Linked DNA regions of Mus musculus: regions 2, 3, 4 and 5 are each linked to region 1. Evidence: chromatin contacts called from public Hi-C, HiChIP or PLAC-seq and promoter capture Hi-C data. All regions are on one chromosome and are shown on one strand. Each heading gives the region's core, a stretch centred on a gene start, on an enhancer-like site or on the middle of the called end of the contact. The rest is flanking DNA. Distances are from core to core; before and after follow the strand shown. Region 1 holds the start of Psen2 (presenilin 2). Region 2 holds the start of Nvl (nuclear VCP-like). Region 3 holds the start of Tmem63a (transmembrane protein 63a). Region 4 holds the start of Sccpdh (saccharopine dehydrogenase (putative)). Region 5 holds the start of G370120E05Rik (a long non-coding RNA gene).

Region 1 (3,545 bases), core at 386-2,885:
GCATCCTAGTCTGTTTTGCCTTCTCAGAGAGCAGAAATATTCATTTCCACATACGAATGGATGTACAGCCTATATTTTGGGCATAGGTATGGGGCATGTCTACATAGTAGGAGATAGTTCTCCAAACCGGACCCGGCTTCCAGCTCAGTCCGCACCTCCACTCACCCACACCTACTTTCTGTCAGCTTCCTTCCCATCCTGCACCTCTGCCATTCTTCACTCTATCCCTGCCCACCTGATTCTAGCCACTGTCCTGGGAGCCAAGGAATGAACCCAGACGGTCACCTCTAGGCTAAAGTCGGGATGCTGGCCCCTTCACCAACGGAAAACACAGGATCTGCTTCTGTTTCTCAGGCTTCCACAGAGCCACCCACACCTAAAGGAAAACTTGAAGCTTACACACCTGAAGCAACTTATACAGAGCCTTTAATTACTGCCCAAAGTCTTGGCTGAAGGCCTGAGAGGCTTAGGTGTCCACAGAGGGACTATACAGCCAGCAGGTGCACCTATTCTGAATGGTTGCGTCTCTCTGACTCCAAGAGACTATTCTGGGGACGGAGTTAAATTGGTCTGCATCTGTTCTGATTTTGAGGCTCTCTAATCCTCCATCAGTAAATGGATGCAGTCATTTCACAACCATTCATATCTTTAAAGAAAAATCCCTAAGCAGAGGTGCTAGGACATTTCATTTAACTGGCAAAGGACTTATGTCTGGATAGCAGAAACAGAGGCCCAGGCAGCAGGCTCTAAGCCTGGTTTCCCTGTATCTTACACAGGAGACCTTGGGCAACCGCACTTTTTAGTTCTGGGAGTTGTTCTTCTCACCCTCCTTTTCCTCTCCTGGCCGGCCGCATGCATGCTTGGCTAACAACACTCTACCACACAGCTACATCCTCAGCCCTAGGCGCAGTTTCTTCATCAGTATAATTCAGTGGCAACTAGCTCTTGCTTTGCCGAGTTCCTTCGGTTCAGAGGCTTGATTCTGGGCGTCTCCCTACTGCCTTAAGGGATTTACAAAACACTGAACACAGCTGGTAACAGAACGCCTGCCTCAGGCCCTGTTGGGCGCCTCGCTCCTCATACAGGAAGAAGTTCTTACTCCCATCTGTAGCAGAGCCCAGGTAGACCAGGTCAGAGCCTGGGTAGCAGGGACCAAAATGCCTGGTGAACACAGCGGTGAGACCCACGTGCACTGGCCCTTTAACACCTCACTCCGCGCCTGGGGTTCTGGAGGCAGGAAGGGACGCGAGGGCACCCGGACGCGGCCAGAGGCCCAGAGCTGCACCCTACGCTCCTTCCAAGCCCCAGTTCTGGGCCGGCCGCACTGCTGCCTCCCCAGCACTTTCTCCTCGCCCCTGAGCCGGCCGCAGAGGCCGAGATCGCCGCAGGGGCCGCAGCTTGGAGCCCAGACCCTGATGCCCCGGGAGGGCAACGGAAGCAGCGGTCAGGGGCGTGCGCACGAAGGGCCTCGCTGCATCCGGGCTCTCCATGCTGCCGGCTACCCGCGATCGGTGACAGGTACCCGGCCGCACACACCCAGCCCCCGCCCTCCGCTCACCTGCTCCGCCGCGGCGCGGGGTAGAGTTTACGCCGCGGGCGGAGCGCCTCTCCTGGGCTAGCGCCGGCCCCGCCCACTGCCCCGGTTCGCCAGCGCCTCAGACACGCCCCCGGTGGGGGACACGCCCACTTCCTGGCTCCGCCCCTGTCCCGTCCCTTGGGCGGTGCCAGGTTCCCCTGTGCACTTGCGCCTTCATCGTCGGTTTACAGGAAAACACTGGGTGCAGAAGGTGCAGGCCTTCGCTGTGTCTTGCCCTGGAGACCGCAGCATCATACTGACATTGAAATCTGAAGTTGGCTAGTGCCTTTTCTTAGGGGCCTGGCAGCGCCACTGGGACAAGGGGTGGGTATTTGCTTTGTGATTTCAGGAGCCTCTGCTGCCCCTCCCTCCTCCGGTTTCATGCACTTTAAAATGGAGTCTAAAGTAAGCTAACATCGGGAGCCTTCTCCTGATTGATTTTTTCCAGAGTGCTTCCGCGACATACATGGGGAGCTCTGGGTAAATATGAACTGGGATAAAATTGCAACGAGATCTAGGAATCAGCCTCGGGGTGAGGGCAGGGAGGGGTTGTGATCGCAGGATCGGTCTGTGGAGTGAGTTGAAATTGTCAACAATTTGCCACAGTTGTCATTATCTCATGTAGCTTTATTTCTCCTTTAATTACTGTGAAATTCGTATAACATAAAATTGTCATTGTAGGGCTGGGGATGTAGTTCAACTAAGTGCCTGCCTAGCATGCAGGAAACCCTGAGTTTAATACTCAATTCTGGTGTATGCATGGCTGAGTAATCCTGTCACTAGAAGTCCAAGGTCATTCCTAGTTACATAGCAAGTTCGAGGCCAGCCTGGGACACATTAGACCTTGTCTTTAAAAGAAAAAAATACGGCTGGGCAGTGTGTACACCTTTAATCCCAGCACCGGAAAGGCAGAGACAGGCACATCTCTGAGTTCAAGGCCAGCCTGGTTTACAGAGTGAGTTCCAGGACAGCCAGGCTATATAGAGACCATGTCTTCACCACCACCATCACTGCAAAAAAGTAATCATTTTAATTTAAGGTATTTAGTGACTTCAATGTGTGCCAATCTGGCTTGTGTGATTGTAAAACAGCCCATTGCTTAAAAAATAAAAGGCAGTTGTATAATTGAAAGGTTTCCTGTCCCTCTCCCTGACCCTGTTAGACACCAACCTACTTCTGAGTCTGTGGACTTAGCTCAACATCTTGAATTTTTTCCTTAACACAATTGAGAAAGTGGGTTCTACCTGGCAGATAGCATAGACGCATGAACGGAGGTCCGAAATCTCCCTCTTCTGCTTGTCTGTTGCAGTTCCTTACCCTTGCTGGGCCTCGGTTTCCTCATCTGTGAAAGGATAGTGTGAGGGCCTTCAGAGGAACATGGCACATTACAGAGAAATGAGGGGGCAGGGGGCAGCGTGGATCCTGAACAGACAGTAAGTGTTTCCTTCCTCTGCCTCCCTTCTCGGCTTGAGGTGGTGTGGGTTTCATTTTGTTCTGTTTGACATTGAAATGATAGCCCATAGTACTCCTCATGTCCACTGTCCCTCCCCCTGTAGGGGCACCATCCTTCTCTACTACAGATGACTCTTATCATGTGGAAGTTGTGGACAGAAGTTCTGGACCTGGGCATGCTCACCACACTTGAAAAAGCCCAATTGTGCTGTAATGGAGGCTTCTCTATTGAACAGGACTTACAACTAACACAGACAGGCCACTGTCTCAGTCCATTCAGGCTGCTATAATAAACCACCAGAGGCAGGCAACTTATAACAATAGAAATGTGTTTTTCCGCTGTTCTGGAGGCTGGGTAGCCCAAGATCAAGACCTTAGCAGGCTTACTGTCTGGAGAGGACTTGCGTCCTAGTTTATAGGTAGTCTTATATAGTATCCTTCTATGATGACTACGTGGCAGACAGCGCAGAATCAGTAGACCTAGGTCTGAAATCTCCCTCTTGTTGATCTCATCCAT
Region 2 (3,545 bases), core at 608-3,107, 890 kb after region 1:
GATGCTAAGATTCCAGTGTCCACATATTTGCCACATCTGTTACTACTGAGGTACTGAAAGAGAAAATATGACAATTAACTTAGACATTTTAACTAATAAATAAGAGGTTGAGTTATTCCAACACATAATTCAATATAAATTCTTAAGCAATAAAGTGTACCACAAAATAAAAAAGCATATCATGAACATAATTTTTTTTTAAGTACCACATCAGCCAGGCTTGGGTAGCGCACCCCTTACATCCAAGCACTCAGGAGGCAGAGGCAGTCGGATCTCTCTGAGTTTGAGGCAAGTTTGGTCTACAAAGAGTTTCAGGGCTGTCAGAGCCACGCAGGCTATACCTTCAATAAACCATCTCTGTCTGAGATCGGTGTTTGTATAGTTTGTAGGGTGACTCCTGGACCCCAACACAATCGAGCGTTTACGCTTTAACAACTGGATGAAAGGTGGTGTCAATTCCAGCGCCCACATGGCAGCTCACAACTGTCCATAACTCCAGTTCCAGGGGATCTACACCCTCACACAGACGTATGTGCAGACACAACATCAAAGCATATAAAATAAAATGCTAGTAAAATAAAAATACTCTATTTTTCTTTTAAAGGCAAAACCTGGGGCACTGAGCAGAGGTAGCTAGGAAACTGGCTATAGAAAAATTCAAGAGACTCTGTCTCAAAACAGTAACAAAAAGTAGGTGAGTACATTTTTTAGGTAAAGAATAACTTAACTCTAAGGCCTGTTGACTTTAAGGTGGCCCACACCTTTAATCCCAGAACTAGGAAGGCAGAGAGGAAGGAAGAGGCCAGCCTGGTCTACAGAAGGAGTCCCAGAACAGCCTGGGCTACACAGAGAAACCCTGACTCGGAAAAGAAAAACAAAATGAAACCAACAGTAAAACATACAAATTTGGGTCACAGGGTAGCTCATACTTAAAGGTGTTAGGCTGAATGAGATCTAGTAAAAAGTATGGAGGTGAGAAAGGAGTAAGAAGGAGCTGGAGAGATAGATGGCTTAGCCGTTAAGAGCAGTGACTGCTCTTTCAAGGTCCTGAGTTCAAATCCCAGCAACCACATGGTGGCTCACAACCGAAGACAGCTACAGTGTACTTACATCTAATAAATAAATAAATCTTTTGAAAGAAAGGAGTATGAAGAAAGAAGGGATACAAGAAGCCCAGAGAATTGAAAACTTAAGAGAACTTTCGAACCCCAAAATAAGCAAGGACGGCAGATCAAGGAAAAACAATCTAAGTTCTTGAAACTCCAATTTTTAAAAACCCCGAAATTCCACCAGTGAAAAATGGGAAACAAATACAAAAATGCCTTGCGGGGCGTGGTTGGTGCAGCCTTTAACCCAGCCTTGGAGCAGAGGAAGATGGGGCTCTAGTTCAAAGCTAGCCTGGTCCACAAACGAGGTCTAGGGTAGGCAGGGCTACACAGTACGACCGCCAAACAAAATCCAAACCTCTCCCTCCCTTTAATTCGTATCTCTGACTACGCCACTGAAGGCGTCCACCACACAGTGCTTCCAAGATACGAAAATAAGAAAAATAATGTCAAAGCCTCCAGGCTCCCAGGCCTGTTTCTCTACGGCAGCCGCAAGGGAACATCCAGACCATGCTGGAACCCGGCGGCGGCGGCCAGAGGCGCCAAGCCAGGCAGCCGCGCGCAAATGGAGATGCAGTGTCCGCAGACACACACGCACCTGAATGACCCGCTGCTTCAGTTTCCTGTCTACGAAAACCCCGGGTCTAGGCTTCATGATGCTGCTGCCCCGCACGGGCGCCTCTTGTTACCGGGAAAGACTGCCACAGCCGCGCTCGCCGCCGTACCGGAAACCCCGCCCACGCGTGGTCCCTAGCACCGGAAGTCCCCCCCGCAACTTTTCCTCAGCACGAAAGCTCCGCCTGTAGGGAGGACTACGCTGCTCACGGAGGTCGGGAGGACCTGGAAGCGCGCGAGTTTCCAGTCTGGTTCCTTGTCAAGATTACCCAGCCCTGCCTAAGAGGCTAGGCCCCCTTTGAAGGCGTTCAACTTTATTGGTTCCCAACTGAGCAAACAGACACGGACTCCATTCTTCGCGGCTGCGCAGACTCTCACAAGCAAGTAGTAAACTTGATGCCAAGCCTGGCATAGCAGGGGAAAAAAACCTTAAAAATATTCGAGAAGCGAAGGCAAGGAAGATTGCTGAAGAGTTCAAAGGCAGCACAGCCAAGTAGTAAGATGCTGTCTCAAAACAAAAAAAGTTTGGGTTTGTCACGTTCCAGTCTGGGAACCAGGACCGCAGCGTGTTCGCGGTTTCTGTTTGTTCTGTGTCGCACGCTGTACCCAAGGATAGTGTGGAACTCAGTCTGCAGCCTAAGACGTTTTCCCCTTAAAAACGTCTTTTCAGGAAAAAGCAAGATTCATGGTTTTGTAGAAAACAACTTCATGACAAACCAATATGAAGCAGAATTGGGATTTATTAAAAGATAATTTTAGCACTCTTGAGCACAGTGGCTAATAGGTGCTCAGGGGGAAAAAACAAAACAAAACAAAACAAGATAAAGCCCAAGGGTGAGTATGGGTTTCTTGGCCTTTTCAAGGGAGAATTTTGCATAGGAGTATTTTGCAACTGTTATGTGTAGGCGCCTCTCCGTTGTTATTGGTGTTTGTTTTTAAGGAAAATTATTCAGAGTAATTTACAAGGTTTAAGTGGTTGTTCAGGAAGTTTGATTTGTGGGGGTGCAGTAGCGCACACCTTAAGTCCCAGCGCACAGAAGGCAGAGGCAGATGGATCTCTGAGTTCAAGGCCAGCATATCGTCTACAGAGTTCTAGGAGATTTATTTGGGAGAAGTGCTGAGGATACAGAAAGGGCTGTCAGTTACTATTCGGTGATAAAACACATGGCCAAGGCAACTATAAAAGATTATTTGGCGCTCACGGTTCCAGAGGGATAGCCATCGTTATGGCGGTTCGGAGGTAGCGAGCAGCTAGGGCAGCAGCTGGGAGCATATTTCTCTAAGCACAAACAGAAAGTCTTGAGCTAACTTAAGCTGATAGGAGTCTTTTGAAACCTCAAAGCCTGTCCTCAGTGACATAATTTCTCCAGCAAGGCCACACTTGCTCCTCCGCAAATAGCCATCAACTGGAAACAAGTGTTCAAGTGCCCAGGACTGTGAGGGGCATCTAGTCAAACAACCACAGTAACCATTCCTGGCAGTTCTTAGTTTTCAGTTCTGGATATCAAACCCAAAAACCTCATATATGATAGGCAATCACTCCAACTGGGCTATATCTAGTGAGCTATATTCCTAGCTTTGACTTTGATTCTAATATTCCATTGTATGTGTATATATTTTAAACAATTCATATCTTGGTGGGTGTCTGGTTTGGTTCTGTAACTTGTCCGTTGTGGGAGTAGTGTTGTGATAAAATATGCATATTGTAGGTATCTCTTGTGTACTGACAATCATTCATTTGTATATATGTGTGTGTGTGTGTGCATACATATATATATGTATGTATGTATGTCAACTAGATCAGACGGTAGCTCTAGTTTTAGG
Region 3 (3,545 bases), core at 708-3,207, 690 kb after region 1:
TGTGTTTGTGTGAGTGTGTGTGTATGTGAGTGTGTGTGTATGTGAGTGTGTGTGTGTGAATGTGTGTGTATGCGTATGTGAGTGTGTGAGTATGTGAGTGTGTTTGTGTGAGTGTGTGTTTCTGTGAGTGTGTGTGAGTGAGTGTGTTTGTGTGAGTGTGTGTGAGTATGTGAGTGTGAGTGTATGTGAGTGTGTGTTTCTGTGAGTGTGTGTGTGTGTGTGTGTGTGAGTGCCAGCCAGCAAGTGCTTTGGAAGTCAAATGGAAACTTTAAGGAGCTGGTTCTCTCTTTCAACAGTGGGTTCTGTGGGTGAGACTCAGAGACGCAGCTGGTTAGGCTTTCGTGGTAAGCGCCTTTATCCTGAGCTTGAACCTTGAACTTCTCATCCTGTGTCCACATCCATCCACATCCGGAGTGCGGTGAGTACAGACCTGTATCACCATGACTGGCTTGTGTGTCACTAGGTATCGTGCACACTACCCAAACACTCTGCCAACTTGAGCTACATCTCTAGCCCAGGTCTTGTCAACTCAAACACTCTGATCCATCCCAGCCTTCTCTGGACCTTGAGACAACTGTAACCTGCAGAAGACCAGACATGGGAAGCCTTTCCTTCCCTTACCAAGGGCCCTAACCTTTTCTTTGGTAGCTGGGCCATTATCCTAATGACTGGGGCTAGATCCCAGGCCACAGGCCAGGCAGGTGTCAGCGTGATCAACAAAGGCAGAAATGAGGATGTGTGGGATGGGAGCCTGGAGAAGATCAGGCAGAGCCAATCTGAGGAGCCAAGTGCATAAATGACTGGGGGCCTACAACCAGGGACCTAGAGAAGCCAGTTGTGGGGTCCCTAACAAAGAAAAGACAAGGACAGAGGATGGCTCTGGGAAATTAACTGTTAGCTAGGTCTTAAGGGGTTGGAGGATGGGAGTGGGAAGGGACAGAGAACCAAAGAGGAAAGAGACACCCTGTTTCAGATAGTTGCAGGCTGGGCTAGAATCAGGACCAGGGAGGCTGCGAGAGTATTTTTATCTTTACAGTAGAAGATGAAAGCTAAAACATGGAAGTGAGGTCAGAGAAGCAGCAAAACTGTGCCTTAGGGAATGAGGATTTGCCGGGCATGGCGGTGTCAGTGTGGCAAGAACTCAGCAGCAAGCTTTGGTCCCACTCCTTTCCTTGTGTAAACCGAGACCTGCAAGTGGGTGGTTTGAGGCAGTGGCCCCTCCAGGATCCTTACTCCATTTCCCTAAAGATCCAGCGTCGGTCCTGTCCTGGGAGAGGGCGCAGAGCAGGTCCAGAGGCCGCTGTTATCTGGAAACCTCCAAGTCGCAGCCAGAACACACCAGACGCTCAGCGTGTTTGGTCCCAGTTGGCAACGCTGGTGACCCGGGGCAGAGCAGTAACGCGTGGTCCTAGGGAACGCTGGAAATGTTGTTCTTTATTTGGGGCAGGACAGAGCTTTGTAACTTTCAAGGTCCCGGCTCTCTTATGCGGCGGGACTGGGAACAGGGTAGGTCCACTGCGCCCTGGTGTTCCCCCGCCCTGAAATCCAACTGGGCCAGCTTAGAATTTCCTGGGGACATTCAATCACGAACATTTGCAGATGCTCTCCAACGCCGCAACTATCCTAGGCACGGCCCAGTGCCCTCTCAGTGGGGATGTGCTAGGGCACAAAGGAAAGGCAGTTCGGAGACGTCCTCTCCCAGCCTTGTGGGCGTTAGCTGGTCTGGTCCCGCCCCTAGACCTCCGTGAGGACGGCCACGCGTGGACCAGCGTTAGAGAACCACATTGGGGTTCACTGCCCGGCGCACAGAGCTCGAGGTCCTGCTGGGGCCGGCGCGAGCGAAGAGTCCAAATTAGGTAACGCGTGGACACAGTTCTGCGCATGTGCAAGAGGAGCCGGAGTTTCACTTTGTAACTTTTAAGTGGTGCGGACGCCACCCCGCCTCGCCAGGTACGGACTGACCACTCCCCCGGGCGCGCGCGCCGCGCCGCCGCCGCAGGTAAAGTGGGAAGGGGAGCAGAGATGGGGAGGTTGCGGCCAGCCCCTCCCAGGACGCGCCGGCCCGGGTCCTCGCGGGGCGGGGCGCCTCGGGTCGCTTTCCCCGGGGACTGTCTGGTGACAGTAGCGGGGTAGGTGGCTGGAGAGTGCCAATCAAGCCCCGCGCCGCTGGGACTTCCTGACAGCTCTTGGCTGCGTGGCGGATCCTTCCCTCCACCTCCTCGGCGGGCTTTGGAGTTTGTTTGTGGAGTCGGATCTCCCCGCCTAACCCGAAGGGCAGCGTCGGAGCCCTCTTTTCTTTAATTCCTTACGAGGCTAGACCCGGCTTGGGCGGGCTTCGTACTGTCCGGGTGACCACTCCCTCCTGCCCGGGTAGCACCGGGTGGAGGAAAACTGGGGACTTGGGAAAGGGCGGGAGGGGGAGGGAAGAGCTGAGACGGCAAAGAAACCACATCCGACAACAACTTACCCAGACCTGATAAGCCTGGCTACCTGACACCTCGGGTGAGGTGGAGTTGCTGTCTTTCTGTCCCAAACAGGAGCCAACAGCTTGTAGGGACTTTTGCAAAAGGCCTGGGAACATATTTTCTCTCCTGAAGCTTTGGCTGGGTCCCAGAGCCTGCCCTGTTGAGAGTTTGGGGTGCCAATGATATGGTGGAGTGCTGAGCGTTTGCGTGTACGAATATTCACTGGATGTGGGATGGTGGCTATTGCTAAGTGTGTACCTAGGCAGGGATCCTGAGACCACAGTGTCTAATTGCTGTTTTTAAGGCCCCCTCGCTCCTCGTAGTGATGCGGTTGGAATACAGCCTTTTGCCTTGCACATTCTAGGCGTGCACTTGGCTTTGAGCAGCATTTCCATCCCTTAGGGACTTGTTTGATTTCTTCCCTACACACACCCAGAGCCTTCTCTCTCTGGCTTGGCTGCCCCTTGGTGGGTGTGCTCCCATCTGCCCTCTCAGAGCGTGTTCCTTTGGGAAGGCAAGAACGGACTGGCTCATTGAAAGCCTAGAGAATGTTTCTGTAGCAGCCTCTGACTCTGCTGCTGCTGGGTGGGCACAGGTTGCTCCGACTGGAGGAGAGGGTCTCGGACTGTGGCTTCTGATCCCTCTCACTTGTCAAGCCTTTCTTGTTTGCTCTGCGGTATTTGATTTCCCTGATTCTAGCCCACAGGGGATATTGAGGCAGAGAAGCAGCCCTTATGTCTGCATGAGGCAGAATAGGCTACCTGGTTGAGGAGGCCCTTAGGCCTTCTGTTTTGCTTTTGAGGCAGGGTCTTACTATGTAGCCACGGATGGCCTAGAACTCACAGAGATCCACCTGCCTCTGCCTCCTGAATGTTGGGGTAAATGGGTGGGTACCACAACACTCTCCCTTCCTTAGTTCTTACCAAACTTTGTAGATTCTCTTGGGAAACCTGTTTGGCAAGAGAAAAATGACTTAGGAGTGTGGCTTGGCCACTAGGGGAAGGCAGCCACAGTTACCCTCCTGGGGTCAAGGCTTCTCTGTTCCTCCAGGCCTCTGAAAGAGCAACATTGGTGAGTCAC
Region 4 (3,545 bases), core at 521-3,020, 590 kb before region 1:
GTGGGGGCTGGAGAGATGGCTCAGTGGTTAAGGGCTACTGGTTGTTCTTCCAAAGGACCCAGGTTCAATTCCCAGCACCCACATGGCAGCTCACAACTGTCTGTAACTCCAGCACCTGATCCTCTCACACCAATGCACATAAGAGTAATTTTCTCTGCCTTGAAGTCCAGTCACCGGCATCCAGAAAGACTACCAGAGGCCCAGAGACCCAAAGCAACAGGCACATCTGACTAAAGACTGAAAATACACAAACTGCAAACCTAAGCAAACTTCTTCTTCTTTGCAAGTTAATTTATCAGATATTTTCTTTTTGTTTGGTTTTGTGTGTGTGTGTTTTGCCTGTGTGTACTTCTGTGCATCATGTAAGTACCCGGTACCAGAGGAAGCCAGAAGAGAGTACCAGATCCCCTGGAACTGGAGTTACAGAAGGCTGTAAGTTGCCTTGTGGGTGCTAGGAATCGAACCTGAGTTCTCTGGAAGAGCATCTAGTGTGCTTAACTGTGGAGCCATCTCTTCATTCCCCAAGAATTTCTTGATCGTGAGAGAAAACCAACTAGAGCATTAAAAACAAAACAAAACAAAACAACAACAACAAAAAACAGCAGGGGAAGCTGGTCCAGTGCTCAGGAGGCAGAGGCTGGTGGATCTGAGCTGGAGGCTGGCCTAGTCTACCAAGAGAGTCCCAGGACAGCCACCAGAGTTAACAAAGAGAAACACTGTCTCAAAAAAACAAAAGAAAAGGAGTGGGGTGGGAAGTGGGGTGGAAGGCTTGTAATTCAAAGACTCAGGAGACTGACACTGGAGGACCCAGATTCTGAGGCCACAGAGAAGCTGTCTGGAAACAAAAGCAACAACAAAACTTTAAGCAAGCTTAAGACAAAGGAAAACAAACAAACAAACAACGCTCAACAATAATCAGCAATTTGGGCAGCCCTGAAAACCAGAGCTGGGTCTAAGAAATCCAGAACGGAATTCAAGTCAAGTGATATTTACAGAAAAAAAAAAAAAAAATCACTAAGGCAAATGAGAGGCTTCATGGGATAGTGGTCATCTAAATACCCTGGCCTAGCTGCTGTACCCACCCCCATGGACATTCTGCTTTCTACAATAAGTCTCAACGAACACGATTAGGTTTGGTCTGTAGCAGCTCCGAGAATAGCTCAGTAGGCACAAGTGCTTACTGCTGATCCTGACATTTGATCCCTAGACTAGTTGTCCCCTGGCTCCTGTGGCACGGGCGTGTGCACAGACAAGACATACAGACGCATAAACAAACTTAAAAATAATTTAAAAAATTTTTTTAAAGGAAGCCTAGCCCAAAGCAATGGTCTCTGACACCATCAGAAAGGCTGGATGACAGACAGTCAGTCCAATGCTCTCAGCTCGGGTCACCAGCGTTCCTTATTGCTAATAAGCTTCTCCTCCGCCACCGACTTCCAAGCTCCAGTTCTCGGCGTGGGCGACCCCCCGGCCGTCTCTTTTCGCAATCCCCCCAGAGAAGCGGGAAGAACCGGCCCGCCCTGGTTCTGCTTCAGGGGAACCAAGAGGACGCGATGATTCGGGTGGCCAGATTGATGCGGGTAGCCGGGCGGCGGGCAGCAATGGGCCGTCGGCCGCTCCTGTCAGCCACCGAAGCGGACGTGCAGCCCGAGCCGGATGTGGCGGCGCGGCACCGGCCGGTGGCCCGGGATGCGGCGCAGCAGCTTGGTCGCGAGGAGGCGTGGGCGTGGCTGTGGGCGTGGCCCGCGCGTGGGCCGAAGGGAGCCGGGCGCTGTAGCCGCGCCGACGGCGGCCAGGACAGCGGCGGTTGCTGCGCCCGGTACTGGGGTCCCGGCCTGAGGCGCAGGCGCGGTGGACTCAGCCCGCCCCGGGCTGCAGCTCGCTGTGGACTCGTCATGGCGACGGAGCAGAGGCCTTTCCACCTGGTGGTGTTCGGCGCCTCTGGCTTCACCGGCCAGTTCGTGACGGAGGAGGTGGCCCGGGAGCAGATAGCCTCGGAGCAGAGCTCCCGCCTGCCCTGGGCCGTGGCGGGTCGCTCCAAGGAGAAGCTGCAGCAAGTGCTGGAGAAGGCTGCCCAGAAACTGGGTAACACGGCGGGGTCGCCGGGGTGGGCAGGGCCGGGCCGGGCTGGGCGCAGGTCGCCGAGGGGCGTCTCCCTAGCGTGCGCCTGCATCGAGCCCTGCGGGAGGACCGGACGCCTCGCCTGGCCGAGCCGGGCCGGGCCTTGTTCCGCTCCTAAATTAAAGGAAAAAAAGAAGAAAAGGCTTTTCTCTCCCTCCCAATTTGGGGATCTCCACTGTCGAGAGAGAGTTCAGAACTTCAGTGGCTCCTCTGTCCATCTCTGTTGTTCTGATGGGTTTGAAGGGTTCTTGTACTTGTGGGAAAGGGAAATAAGACACGGATTTCTTGGAGGTCCATTGTAGTTTGTCTCTTGGGGACAATTAAGAAAGCTGAGTTGTACTAGCAATATTATAGTGCACCTATTTTTGTGGCTTGGTGATACGGATTTAGCTCAGCACTTCTGAACGTGGTAAGCATATACACCGTGCTTCTGAGTTACCCCGCTAGCTGCTTGCTTTTTTGTGTGTGTGTGTTTTTCTGGTTTTCAGTTTGTGTTTTTGCTTGTCGAAATCCGCCTGCAGTTCTCACTTTAATTGCTTGAGGCAGTGTGGGCTGACCTGGACATACTGATGCCCTTGCCTCTTCGCACCCCCACCCTCCACTCCAGTCGTCTTATTCTTAATAAAAATGTGGGAATTTTTTTTTTCTTTTTAAGTTTTGGATGTTTACTTATTCTTTCAGCTTCTAGTCAACATGTTGATTGAGTAGTATTTTCCATGCTAGGCCTTGTCCTAAGTGTTGTGATGCACACATGGGAGTGAGGAGGGACACGTGGGTGCTCTTGCGTGTACACACACACACACACACACACACCCAACCTTTTTGCTTTGGGGAAGCACCCGACTTAGAACCCCATAGCCTTGGAGTTTGGCAACTAAATCTCCACCCAGGACAAGTCATACTTGTTCTTCATTCTTTCTATTCAGTTTTATGGTTCCACACTGAGCCTTGTCAGGGCAAGGGAACACAGCCTTTTGTTTTGTGCTGCCATTGCTAACACACAGAACCTTGACAGAGAAGTTTTGGACATTTATTGTTTTCTGGAAAACAGGCCATTATTAAAATACATTGTTCCTTTTATTTTCCCTCAGTGAGAGTATAGCAGTGGTTCTCAGAGACCTGTGGATTGCAGACCCCTTGAAGGTCGAATGACTGTTTCATAGGGGTTGTCTAAGATCATCGGAAAACACAGATGCTTAGATTATGATTGACAACAGTAACAAAATTACAGCTATACATTAGTAACGAAAATAATTTTTATGGTTGGGGTCACTACAACATGAGGAACTGGATTAAAGGGTCACAGCACTAGGAAGGCAGAGAACCACTGCTGTATAATTATAACCTAATTCCTTACCATCTACATTGCCCAAATTAGGCAGCTTTGCAGAGAGTGCCTTAATCAGTGGAGACTTGCATGGCTC
Region 5 (3,545 bases), core at 368-2,867, 570 kb after region 1:
TGCAAGTATTGGTGGTTCTCCCCATGATAGATGTGCTGGGGAACCAATGCCCTACCCCATGATAGATGTGCTGGGGGAACCAATGCCCTATTAGTAGTAGGCTTTGGCTCATGATGGGTGGGAATTGGGGGCTTCTTAACTTCCTCCTCCTGGGTGGGAAAACTCAGAAACCTGTTCTGTGCTGTCCCTCAGAGACCCCAAGGGACATCAGGCCCAACTGCAGGAGCAACACAGCTGGCTTCATGCGGCTCCTGCACCCTGTCTACTCCCCTCTTCCCACTCCTCATCTCCCGACGATCACCTCCTTAAAAAAATAGTAAGAGCCAGCTCTAATCTCAGTGCTCCCAAGGCAGAAGCAGGTAGACTTCTCTGAGTTCCTGGGCAGCCTGGGCTCCATGATTCCAGGCCAGTCAGGCCTGCTCTGTCTCAAAACAAAACAAAATCAAAAGCTGGTTTGAAGGAGGGTGAATGTGGAGGCATTCTAGGTGGTGTGGAAAGAGTTATGGGGGAGGTGATGGGGATGAGCGCTCAACACTGAGGCCTTATTATGTTTTGTAAATTTCCTGAGGCGGGGTCTCAGTAAGATGCCCAGGCTGGCCTGGTTGTAGGGCTATGCCTGTAGTTCATTGGGATGGCATGGGTCTAGCATGTACCAACCCCTGGCCTAGCACCAGTAGAAAACCAAAACAAAATAAAAAGACCTAATTGTTGTGTTCCTGTCATTTTTAAATTTTATAAACTGACTTTGCACCACAAATTATCATTGAACACTCACTTGTGGGTAGTTGATATTTCTCTCTGCTTGACTGTAAGCACCATGCAAGGACAGAACCCGAGTGGCCTAGTTAGCTCCGACGGTCAGGGTGGCACAACATAGCATCATTTAAGATTGTCTCAGTTGGCGGGGCAGTGGTGTCGCACGCCTTTAATCCCGGCACTTGGGAAGCAGAGGCAGGTGGATTTTTGAGTTCGAGGCCAGCCTGGTCTACAGAGTGAGTTCCAGGACAACTAGGGCTAAACAGAAAAGCCCTGTCTTAAAAAAAAAAAAAAAAAAAGATTGTCTCAGTTGAGGGATTGCCCAGATCAAATTGGCTTGTGGCCCCTGTCTATGAGAGAGCTTCATGATTGATGGGTGGAGGAGGGCCCAGCCTATTGTGAACATCGCCATCCTTAGGCACGTGGGCCTGCTATATCAGCAAGCTAGCTCAGCCACACATGGGCCAGTGAGCTGCACTCCTCTGTGACTTTTACCTTGAGTTCCTGCCCTGGCTTACCTTAATGATGGATTGTGACCTAGAAATGGAAGCCAAATGAACTCTTTCCTTCCCTCCCATGTTTCTTTTTGTCAGAAAGATTGTTTTATTACAGCACCCGAAAAATGAGAACACAACCCTTTCTCATTCTTTTGTTTTGTTTTTGTTTGTTTGTTTATTTTTTGTTTTTTGTTTTTTTTTCCAGACAGGGTTTCTCTGTATAGCTCAGGCTGTCCTGGAACTCACTTTGTAGACCAGGCTGGCCTCGAATTTAGAAATCCGCCTGCCTCTGCCTCCCGAGTGCTGGGATTAAAGGCATGTGCCACCACGCCCCGCTATGCTTTCTCATTCTTGAGTTGGCAGATGCCACAATGCTTGTCAGGCCCAGGCTCCCAGTGGAGTGAGTAAGAGCCGTCTTCCTACTCTGAAGGTGGTGTTTCTACTCCAACAGTTCCCCAAGACACTGGTCAGTAGTTTGTAAGATATGTTGATTTCATCCAAGCAAAAATATCTTATTCCTAAGGGGTGGGATACAAAGGGGATTTCATTTTATCTCACTGTAGAGAAAACAGCTTGTCTTTTCCATTGTCCCTTCAAGTACCAGAAAAGATCGGCCAGAGATGGGGACTAGGTACTATTAAAAGCCCATAATGCACCGGGAACAGCCCACCCAGCGCTTGAGGTAAAGGGCAGGTGTGCAGGGACCTCAGCCTCCAGCACGGAACTGGTCCTGGAGACCAATGGCTGTGTTAGTTCTACTTATAGTCTACTTCCTACACGTTTCCTGCCTGCAGGTCCAGCCCACACTTCTGGTCTCGTAGAGCCACGCCCAGAATTGTCACAAGGCAAGGAGAAGCTTTGGGTGAAGAGGCTAGAATGCCTCATAGCTGTCGTCACTGAAGGTCACTGAAGGTACAATGGCGTGGAGATGATGAAGCCTTCCCTATGTCCTTGCGCTCTCGGTTGTTAGAGAACATGGCTGGAGAAATCTCACAGGAGTTGCATCCAGATACACGACTGGTCCTAAGGGAGCATGGAAAGCCCTTTCCAACTGCCCAGAGCTGTAGGGGAAAAGCGCAGTGGTGTGTGAGGGCCTGGTTGCATCTGAATTGGATATGGTACGGGTTCCGGCTCTAGCATGTGCCTGCCTGGGAATGACTAAGATGGGCAGCCACGCTAGTCAACACAGTCCTCAGCCCCCGCAGTCCTCCGGGGCTGATGAGCCCTGCCCAGGAGAGCTGGCTTTGGTAAGCAGTTTTGGGGTGTGGCCTGCTTTAGTTACTATCACCTCGAAGGGCTCCAATCTTAGACCCGTGCGTGCGCTGTTTTTCCATGCGTTAAAAGGAGTAAGGTTTCCCCTTCAGAGGACTGTGGATGGATGCCATGGTCTCTGGGTGAATGTGGAGACACAATGCTTCTAACGTGGTTGATTGCATCCTGAATTCCTGTCCAAGCCCCAAGGTACTGCTGTTAGATGTAGAGAGAGCCTGTTTTCCACGTTGGCTCTTCTCCCTCTCCAAATCCGAGGGAGTGATTCTGTCCAGTCACCTACAGAGCCTGTCAGCAGCGTCGCAGATATATGGCTTCTTGCACAATGGCTGGGCTCTGTGAACCCGCCTCTTATTCCATTTTCAACTTCAGGCTGGATAAACACTACCAAAGGGACCAAAGAGAATGAGCATTATCTAGGGAACGTACTTACAGAGCCTCACATGCAGTGTGTTTCCTGGATTCCCGAAAGAGGTGTGCCGCAGATGAAATGAGGTGTCTTGTTTCAAACAACACGAAGCTAATGACCTGGGTGCGGGGTGTGTGTGTGTGTGTGTGTGTGTGTGTGTGTGTGTGTGTGTATCTTAAATGTTGCTTCTGTGGATTCCCCACTTAGGAACACAAATACATCTTCCCAGACGGAGTTCAGGCTGGCAATCTCTCCATCTAACTCTCTCAGTCCTTGCAAGCTGGCCTCACATAAGTCACCCGGTGTGGGTGGAGCGTTATCTCCTGGGAACTGCTCCCAGGGACCTGGCATTCCATTTCATGGTGTAAGCCATGTTCCCAAGACCAAGGGCTTCTTTAGGGGTGCAATTATGTGTCCCCATGTGCTGCACATCACACATGACTTGGTGGTCACACACAAATATCGCATTTGTCTTTCAGTAACCAAGTTGTAACCTTGCACCTCTGGAGCTAAGGAGGCAGGTATCAGCCGTGCTCTGCATAGAGCCCCATCTTCTCATTGTCAGATTTGGGTATTGGCAAAGGTACTAAACGCACAGGTGCCAATTAGGAAAT

Evidence for each region. Promoter capture Hi-C pulls out the DNA fragments that hold promoters and counts their contacts. A called contact is a pair of places that touch in the nucleus more often than the background predicts. HiChIP or PLAC-seq counts read pairs in DNA pulled down with a chosen protein or histone mark.
Region 2: an H3K4me3 HiChIP or PLAC-seq map of bone marrow-derived macrophages shows a contact between it and region 1, with 2.7 times the contacts expected there. The contact joins the promoter of Nvl here to the promoter of Psen2 in region 1. A contact is called at or near these places in 2 of 39 promoter capture datasets (liver and pre-B cells) and 1 of 115 datasets of contacts at active chromatin or transcription factors (bone marrow-derived macrophages).
Region 3: a contact with region 1 is called in a FOXA1 HiChIP or PLAC-seq map of pancreatic cancer cells. The contact joins the promoter of Tmem63a here to the promoter of Psen2 in region 1. A contact is called at or near these places in 8 of 39 promoter capture datasets (the C10 cell line, cranial neural crest, liver and 4 more) and 2 of 115 datasets of contacts at active chromatin or transcription factors (pancreatic cancer cells and pro-B cells).
Region 4: a promoter capture Hi-C map of cranial neural crest shows a contact between it and region 1. The contact joins the promoter of Sccpdh here to the promoter of Psen2 in region 1. A contact is called at or near these places in 13 of 39 promoter capture datasets (the 3T3-L1 cell line, 3T3-L1-derived adipocytes, the HPC-7 cell line and 7 more) and 1 of 484 Hi-C or Micro-C datasets (embryonic fibroblasts).
Region 5: a Hi-C map of the G1E-ER4 cell line shows a contact between it and region 1, with 4 times the contacts expected there. The contact joins the promoter of G370120E05Rik here to the promoter of Psen2 in region 1. A contact is called at or near these places in 5 of 39 promoter capture datasets (the HPC-7 cell line, cranial neural crest, embryonic stem cells and 2 more), 1 of 484 Hi-C or Micro-C datasets (the G1E-ER4 cell line) and 2 of 115 datasets of contacts at active chromatin or transcription factors (the HPC-7 cell line and memory CD8 T cells).

What each region holds. Positions count from the first base shown.
Region 1 is chr1:180,254,665-180,258,209 of GRCm38.p6, forward strand. It overlaps Psen2 (presenilin 2), which reads right to left and starts at 1,636. Exons shown (of 11, transcript NM_001128605.1): 1 at 1,559-1,636. Gm31728 (predicted gene, 31728) reads left to right here and starts at 1,741. Exons shown (of 3, transcript NR_168339.1): 1 at 1,741-1,900; 2 at 2,886-3,009.
Region 2 is chr1:181,142,347-181,145,891 of GRCm38.p6, forward strand. It overlaps Nvl (nuclear VCP-like), which reads right to left and starts at 1,858. Exons shown (of 23, transcript NM_026171.2): 1 at 1,705-1,858; 2 at 1-53. The coding sequence starts at 1,761.
Region 3 is chr1:180,940,561-180,944,105 of GRCm38.p6, forward strand. It overlaps Tmem63a (transmembrane protein 63a), which reads left to right and starts at 1,958. Exons shown (of 23, transcript NM_144794.2): 1 at 1,958-1,999.
Region 4 is chr1:179,666,461-179,670,005 of GRCm38.p6, forward strand. Sccpdh (saccharopine dehydrogenase (putative)) reads left to right here and starts at 1,771. Exons shown (of 12, transcript NM_178653.3): 1 at 1,771-2,085. The coding sequence starts at 1,896.
Region 5 is chr1:180,827,906-180,831,450 of GRCm38.p6, forward strand. G370120E05Rik (a long non-coding RNA gene) reads left to right here and starts at 1,618. Exons shown (of 3, transcript XR_003948795.1): 1 at 1,618-1,719; 2 at 2,048-2,500.